2 separate regions of the Hordeum vulgare genome follow, and region 1 is linked to region 2. Evidence: chromatin contacts called from public Hi-C data. All regions are on one chromosome and are shown on one strand. Each heading gives the region's core, a stretch centred on a gene start, on an enhancer-like site or on the middle of the called end of the contact. The rest is flanking DNA. Distances are from core to core; before and after follow the strand shown. Region 1 holds the start of LOC123402872 (auxin-responsive protein SAUR36-like). Region 2 has its middle 220 kb from the start of LOC123402872.

Region 1 (4,405 bases), core at 654-3,153, 220 kb before region 2:
TAAATGTGGTCTAATTAATATGCATGCAACTAGTACTATCACTGTAATGTGGCTTATCGTTTTTAGATTATTATAGATTTTCGTAAGATGCCTAATGCACCTAGACGGATGCAATACTTGTCTTTCATTTCTTCATTGTAGTTTTTTTTTCGGGATATTTCTTCACTACAATTAGTGGGCACTCCACCTTTGTTTTGATAGTGGTGACTACAATTTTACCCCTAGGATCAACATCCAACGGCACATGGACCCAAGGATCCGAAAGCGTTGTCATGGCAGACAAAGCAGTGCACTGTTTCTGCTAAGCACCATTGGACGCCCTGAAAGCGTTGTCATGGCAGACAAAGCAGCGCACTGTTTCTGCTAATCAACGTGACGCCAGCACAACACGAGGAAGCAGGAGTAGCTTGTAATACCTTCCAACACACCGGTTGTACGGACTATTTTTAGTACGCATTACGGACATCGCTTTCGGTACCACAGTGCGAGTACACATGATCCGGAATCGTGGAAGCAGAATGAATGACTCTCTCAACACAAGAACTTGGCCAAGAATATTTCATCCGTTTACGCTAGGCAGGCCACATTTCATCATGGAAGTTAATTGACAACCATGATCCATCGATCATGCAGCAAACTAAATGCTACTCCCTCCGATCCAAAATAAGATCGGCCACCGGATCGTACAGGAAGCACAGGATCACCATGTCCAGCATGGGCATGCAAGTTGGAGTTGGGGAACAGGTTCGACTAGAGCTATAGAGGCATCCCTCCATCTTCTCTAAAACTAAAAGAAAAAAATAAGCTCGCATGATCGCATCGCATGCGCGCCCACAAACAGAGAGGCAGGCAGCCCACAAAAAGAAAAGTCAAACTGGTAAAGAAAATTACACACATCCATCCAACTATCTATTCAATCGAGCACGCATGTGTATGTATGTATGTATGTATGTACTGTACAGGAGGCGCGCGCCGTGCTACCACCAGCCGGGCGCCTTCCTGCCGCCGCCGGCGGCGGCCATGGCGGCGGCGCGCTCGAACCTTGTGGCCGCGCACGGGATGGTGATCCCGCCGGGGTGCTCGAAGCCGAACTCCTCCTCGGCCTCCCGCAGCAGCTCCCCGAAGAGCGGGTGGTTGAAGTAGACCACCGGCACCACGTACCTCATCGACTCCCCGCCGGGCTCGTCGCCGCCCACGTACACCGCCACCTGCCCCTTGGGCGTCGTCGCCTCGCCGGCCTCCTCCAGCAGCCGCTCGCCCCGCCGCGGCAGGAGCCTCATCCGCCGCGCCAGCGACCGCCCCCACCCCAGCATCCGCCGTCGGGGCTCGTCCAGCTCCCGCGGCAACACCACCAGCTGCTGCTGCTGCTGCTGCTTGGCGCTCCCGACTGCCGTGTTGAACGGCTTTGCGCCGGCCCCTAGCTGGCACCGCTGCAGGCGGGCGTAGCCGCCGCCGCGGCGTCGCCGGCGGTTGCAGAGCGCCCAGCGCCAGAGGCCGAGCAGCTTTCTGCCCAGCCGGAATCCTCTCTGCCGCCTCGCCATCATGCAGCTGGCTAGAACTCGAGGAGGTCCAAGGTCTCCGCTTTCCTGTGCTGCGTTCTGCGTGTATGTGAGGTGTTGAAGCAAGCTAGCTAGGCGGTGTAATGGCAGGAGAGCCGAGCTTGACAACGGGTAGGTTTTATATACGACGATGCGAGAAGCCGAGACGAGAGGGGAGGGAAGAGCAGACTCCGAGCAAGGGCATCACTGTGCGTGTGGGCGCGCGCCCGTGTGGGACTCATGAGCGATTAATCCCAGCGTTTTGTGCGTCATTTTAGCTTTGTTTTGGCCATGGCGTAGTAATTCACTCATTCAGGTGAGTGATGTACGTAAGTATTCAAAGCAAGAAAAAGCCCTAGAAAATTTAACTAAAAATGAAAAGATTCGCTCCTTGATGTGGGCGAGCTTCCGAGCTTTGGTCGGTTCCCGGTGGTTGAGTTTTATTTTCTCTTGAGAGAAGAGAGGGATTCGGTCGTTGAGTTTCCGACGGTTAGCATGTATCTTTTCTTTTCTTTTTGCCATGTTATATCTACGTACATACAGCATGCTCACAAGAACATGTCCGGGGCACTCGCAGCGTACACGTTCACTGCAGGTGCGTTCAACGAAATCCGGGGGAGAATAATCCGGTAACATGCCGTAGCCCATCGATCCAACTCCACGCTGTTTGTTGGTACTATTTGAGTTGGTTCGTCTGCTTCAGTCAGATGAAATATCGTGCACATGCCACACCATGCCAGTTGAAAACGACTCCCATCTTTTTTTCGCGGGAAGCAACCTATTGCCACCAACGCGGTGCGTGTATCGCGACGTGATATGGCATGCAGATCGTCCGTCCAAATTTGCCCAACAGTGACTCAGTGAGCAGCAACCGCGCATGCGTGGTGTTTTTGGGGGGCCTAATTCCAAGACCAGCATTGATGCACGCAACGGGCTGGTCGATCCAAGCCGCTCCAGACAAAGCGGTAACGGCAAAGCAGGATCTATGTCATCAAAGCACTCTGGATCGAGCACGAGCAGGCGAAAACAACGTCCAAAGCAGCAAGCAAAGTGGAACCTTTTCGGTGCACTCGTAAAAGGATTCTGCTCTGCAGTGAAAATGGGTTTGGTTGGTCACGTCCTCGAGATGAAGAAAGCGCATGACGCGGATCCGGTCCCCTCCCCGCCGCTGGGCACTTCCCATTTTCCAAGCTCGTGCTGCAGACCTGCAAGAACGTCGTTTCCAGGAAGACCGTTCGAAGCAAATTTCTGGACAGATTTGTTAATTCAGAGCGTCCATCTGTGATACTAGTGCTAGTACGTATACATGCGTTAAAATGTTGCTAAGATAGTGCTTGTAACAGACGCAGCTGGTGTAGGCTGTTCCCGGGCTGGCATTCCCTGCTCCAGCCAAAACAATACTGTACTACTAGTCCGTACTGTATCCGATGGACGATGCGGCTGAACTGTACCACCGTGGAAGCTGCAGGGCACTCGTAGATGACCAAGATGGACGTAGGCAACGGCGTACTTGCGTGGCCACAGCACGTCGACATCTGTTGAGGCTTGGGAAGGTCAGCAGAAAGGAGATGAGCACGAGCGACGCGATTCCCCCACATTTCCGAGATTAAAAGCTCGACTGGATCGGAACCCCACAGGCTTGGGAACGTGTATCATGCCGAGACAAACGCAGCCGCACGCACGTCCGATAGCTGAGGGCCACTGACTGGCTTGGCCGCGTTTGTCGTTGGCAAGGGGCCAGAGCATCTCAGCTAGTGACATGGAAGTCCCAACAAAATTAAGTTGCCGTGTCAACCGGCCCGTCCTTGGCGTACGGCGACCGGTTACGAATTAAAAGATCACTCGCTTGATTTTTGGACAGGATACAATGGGTCTGTTCCAAGCAGTATGCATCTTAAGAGCAACTCAGCATGGAACCAAACAACGGCGTTTTTTGTTCATCTTTTATCCGTTTGGCTCGATCGTCCGTTCGATGTTTGTCGTGTTTAATTTTTTTTTATGTCCGTGCACATATTTTAAAAGTAGATTAAGACAACGATCATATCGCCGTCCAAAGTTCATGCCGGCATACAATGCCAGCTTCAAAAAACATCATACTGTTCATGTTGACGCACTTACCAGCGACCGGCACACATGCCAACACATAAAAAGGGGTAGCAGTTCGATCACGCCATCACGGCCATGGTCAGGCCACACTTGTCGGCATGAAAATAGGATGACACTCGTCGCCATAGATTACTCATTGTCGAATTTCAGCATGTCGGCCTGCATCTTCTCGAACGAGGGCTTCTTCCTTGAGGACACGGTGTTGAGATCCACCTTCATGATCTCCACCCACGTCATCATGCTTGCGAGAGCCACTTCTTTCGTCATGGTCTTGGCATCGGCGTCCTCGATCTCTAGCATCTTGACTTGCTTCTCCGTCTCCATCTCAAGCATCCTGGCTTGCTTCTCCACCTCCATCGCAAGCCTCCTCCTTTGGATTTCCATGAAGGCGTTCATTTGCTCTTCCTTGTCTTGCCGTCGCTTCTCCTCCCTTTAATCCTTCTTGGTCATCATGCCCTCCACGGTTGCGATCAAGGCGATCGACGCCGCATCCCGCTTGTCCTCCTTCTTGGAGTTCGTCTTTCCCCGCGCCCGTGGCTTCTCACCCTCCCCAACCTCCTCCACGGCTTCCTTCCCCCCATGCGCTGTGAGGGCGGCATATTGGAGCTTGAACTTCTCCTCATCTTTGATAATCCTCCAACAATGAAAAATCCTGAATTTTGCTCTCATATCCTTAATAATTGCTATACTCAACAAAGAAGATGGGCCTCTAGACCCGGGCACGGGCCCCCAGGGCCTGGGCCCGGGTCCTGTCTCCGCCC
Region 2 (4,108 bases), core at 546-3,045:
TCAATTTTGGAAAAAAGTTCATAGAATCCAAAAAAGTTCATCGTTGTTGGAAAAAAGATCATCAAATCTAAAAGAATTTCATCAAATTTTAAAAATTTCATCAATATTGAACCAAAATTCGTTCAAATGAGTAAAATGGAAAAAAGAAATAAGTAGAAAAAGTTCATCAAATTTTCAAAAAGTTTCTTCAGATTTTTTAAAAAGGTTATTAGATTTCAAAAAGTTCATCTAATTTAAAAAAAGCATTGCTTTTAGATAAACATTTATTGATTTTGGAAAAAAGTTCGTCAGTTTTGAAAAATGTTCATCATTTTTTTAAAGTTCATTCAATATAGAAAATAATAAAACCCACAAAAATCGTTCATGAAAGAAAAGAAAAACGAAAAAATAAGGAAAAAGGATATAAGGAGAAAGGAGTGAAAAGATAAAACTATGAACATGAGGTGAATGCAGTCTGTCGGTTAGTGCAGCGAGCGCACTGTGCCTTCGACAACAAACTCGCTCGTTCGAATCCCTGTGCTCGCTTATTTTCTGGGTTAGGATTTAGGAAAACAGAAAAAAGAAGCTACAATTGCCGAGCCCAACTAAAGCTGCTGCATGCGTCGGTGTTCACAAACGGAAAAAACTAACACCTGCAGCGCAAAATAGGAAATATCCGCCGGTTTTCCCTACTGACGTCCTCTGCAGATTGAACTGGGCAAAGCCCATTAATACATCAATTGCTCGTCGGCGCCTCGCTCCTTGTCTGTCTTTTTATTCAATCAGTTGGCTGGCACGCCTTAACCAGTTGATCCATGGTCCCAGCCTATTACATTGTCCGTTGACCATATACATCACACCGTTGACTTCAAAGTTTACAAGTTGAAAAACAATTCACCAATTTTTAAAATTTGTAAATTTAAGAAACTTTCATGAATTTGAAAAAAGTTCATGAACTTCAAAAGATAAGGATTTGAAAAATGTTCGCGAGTTTGAAAAAAATGAAATAGAAACAAGGTTGCAGGTTTGAAAAAAGTGTTCACAAATTTTCACTAGTTCGACAAAATGTTCACGACACTCTAAAGTTCATGGATTTGAAAAAAAAAGGTAACAGGTTTGAAAAGTGCTCACAAATTAAAAAAAGTTCATCAATTTCAAAAAGATTTGTGGACTTTTAATTTTGGAAAAGTTCATGACATTTGAAAAAGTTCATCAAAACTGTAGAAATCATATATTTTGAAAAAAATGATTGTGAATTAAAAAAGTCAACCGATTTTGAAAAAAAGAATAAATAAGAAAATCTTGATGGATTTTGAAAAATATCTGTAAATTTTTGAATGAGTTCATGCATCTGAAAAAAAAAATTGGAGTTGTGAAAAAGTTAACTGATTTTTTTTCATGAATTTAAGAAAATTTTCTTCAATTAAAAACTTCACATTTCTTTAAAAAGTTCATAAATCCAAAAAATGGAATTAAAAATGAAATTGAAAATGAAAAATAAAGAAAAATATTAAATCGTCCAAACTAAGAGAAAGAAAACCAGACAAAGAAGACAATCCATTTTTAGAGTTACATTTACGCACAATAGGAAGCCAAAGAAGTAAGCATACAGAACAACTCGCAAGGTGGCTACTGCCTTTGGAACTAAACCATGATGTTTGGTTTTGAATCTCACGACCCATACGCACTTTTTGAAGGTTAAAAGGAAAGGAAAATAAAAGGTAAACGGTCGTGGCCCATGAGGTTAGGGGTGTGCGCTGGTTTGTGGGTTAGCCTATAACAAACGCTCAGGGCGTCAACTAGGAGTTGGGGATAATTCTTTGTTTTGGATGAGGCCTCCTATTTAGCAGTTTTGGCAGGCCAATCCTATTTGCCGCCACAGGCGCTTGTTATGGTGCAATTCTGCTAACTGGCGCTGCAACGTCCCGCGCTGGGCCGGCCCATCTCAGCATTTTTCTTTCTATTCTGAATACAAAAAAGGGAGTAGGCGCCGCGGGAAATCGAACTCTGGATCTCCAGCTCGGGTTCGCATGCCGTAACAACCATGCCACCACACCCGATCTGATCACTCATTTTATTTTGCTCTTTTCTTATTTCCATCTTTGGTTTTCGTTTTTTGCTTCTAATTTTCGTTTTCTTGCTTCCGTTTTTCGTTTTTTGCTTCACTTTTTCGTTTATGTTTTTCCTTTTTTTTCCTTCATGGCTCGATGATTTTTTATAGTTCGTGAACCTTTTCTTCAAATCGATGGTTTTTTTAAAAAAATTCACCAAAGTTTTGTCAAAATTGATGAGCTTTTTTGAAACCGAATGAACCTTTTTTAAAAATTGATAAACTTTTTTCTAAAATTCAATGAATTTTTTTAATTTGATGAACTTTTTTTAAATTTGATGAACTTCTTTCACATTCGATGATTTTTTTCAATTTGATGAACTTCTTTCAAATTTGACGAACTTTTTTTTCAAAATTAATGAACTCTTTTTGCAGTCGGTGATCTTTTTTAAAATTTGATTAACTTTTTTAAATTCAATGAACTTTTTTTCAGAATTAGTGAACTCTATATTTAATTCGGTGAGCTTTTTAAAAAATTTGATGAATTTTTTTACAATTCGATGAATTTTTTAAAATTTCGGTGGACTTTTTTCAAATTCGTTGAACTTTTTTGAACATCGATTAATTTTTTTTCAAATTTGATGAACGTTTTTTGAAATCAGTAAACTTTTTATAAAAATAATGAACCTTTTTATCAAATGTGATAAACATTTTCAAACTTGATTATTATTATATTTAAAATTTGTCCACATTTTTCCCATTTGAAGAACTATTTTTGCAAAATTGGTGAACTTTATCTTCCAAAAATCAATGAAAATTTTCAATGCATGGAGAGGCGCGGAGCTCTTTGATGGGCCGGCCCAAGGCGGGGCGCTGGAGGTGCCAGCAAGGCACACGAGCGCTTACAGAGCCGTATAGGAGGTCCCCTTTTGGCACCCCCAATATCAAATAGCGCGTAGGCTATGGGCTACCCCAACTGCACATGGTTAATTGCTGGACCGATTGACCATTGACGAGTTGATGGTTGACATTGGGCTTTTAAAAAAGGGAACAATCTTAATTTTAAAAAACATATTTTTTCTAAAAAGGTCATTTAACTTTAAAATAATCACAAAAAATCTTAAATTTGGACAAAAAGAAAGTTAATGAATTTTGAAAAAATATTTCAGCATTTGAATAGGTTCATGCATAATTGAAAAATAAAAAGGTTCACACATTTGAAAATAAAATCCTAAAAAAGTGGGGAAAGAGAACGATAAAAAATAAAGAAAAAGAAAAGGAAAACTAGGATAAACCAACCAAAAAGCTTCTCAACACCGGCCATAAGCTTCTAGAAGTTTGAGAAAATAGGTTGGTGAAACGCAGCCGCTCTAGATGGATTGGCTCATTACGAGCAACGTGAACTGGGACGTGGGCGTCGTTTACTAGCAAGGTTATAAGTAAACGTGAAATTGTAATCGACGTCTTAGATTACATGATAATGTACATGTAGGTACTTGTTTGTTTACCATTTTCTCTTCTTCAAAACATTGGGCTCACACAATTGCACACACATGAAACCATAATATTTGTTGAAAGTTGAACTTGCAACAATATTGCATTATTGGAATTGTCAGGTTTTTGTTATGAACTGATTAGGAGTTAGATACGTAGAGAAGGTAAACATGCGAATTGATCCCTAATTTACATGGTGTTTGGAAGGCCGGTTCTAGCCACCTAACCAAGCTTCGATGCCCTCTGTTGTTGTCTGACTTGTTAGGAAACTAATCTCCTGAGCATTGGTTTTCTAAGTGACACTCTCATTGCCAATTCAAAATGGTTGTTAATTGCAGCAATGGAGTCACTTGCTAAATCTATGGATTCTAACACCATTTCATTGATGATCACCACGCGTATCTACCATCGCGCTGGTGCAACCTTCAACTTTGCCAAGATATGTTAAGTTAGATTCATACAATCTCGAGGTAGAACACTTGTACTTTGTGCCCCCAACGCAATCAATACAATGAGAAGCATGACGTAGAGTTTTACCTCTTATACAGGGGCCCGAACTTGGATAAACATCGTGTCTCTCATTCA

Evidence for each region. A called contact is a pair of places that touch in the nucleus more often than the background predicts.
Region 1: a contact with region 2 is called in a Hi-C map of leaf, with 4 times the contacts expected there. The contact joins the promoter of LOC123402872 here to the enhancer-like site in region 2. A contact is called at or near these places in 2 of 6 Hi-C or Micro-C datasets (leaf and an unstated tissue).

The regions. Positions count from the first base shown.
Region 1 is chr6H:397,548,154-397,552,558 of MorexV3_pseudomolecules_assembly, reverse strand. It overlaps LOC123402872 (auxin-responsive protein SAUR36-like), which reads right to left and starts at 1,903. Exons shown (of 1, transcript XM_045096831.1): 1 at 545-1,903. The coding sequence starts at 1,544. The coding sequence ends at 978.
Region 2 is chr6H:397,327,373-397,331,480 of MorexV3_pseudomolecules_assembly, reverse strand. No RefSeq gene overlaps it. Among protein-coding and RNA genes, the nearest start is that of LOC123402872, 220 kb to the left of the region's middle. Within about 2 kb of position 1,795, at least 3 of the 3 cell types and tissues checked have open chromatin away from gene starts, as enhancers often do. A contact at or near this core is called in leaf, where this site is marked.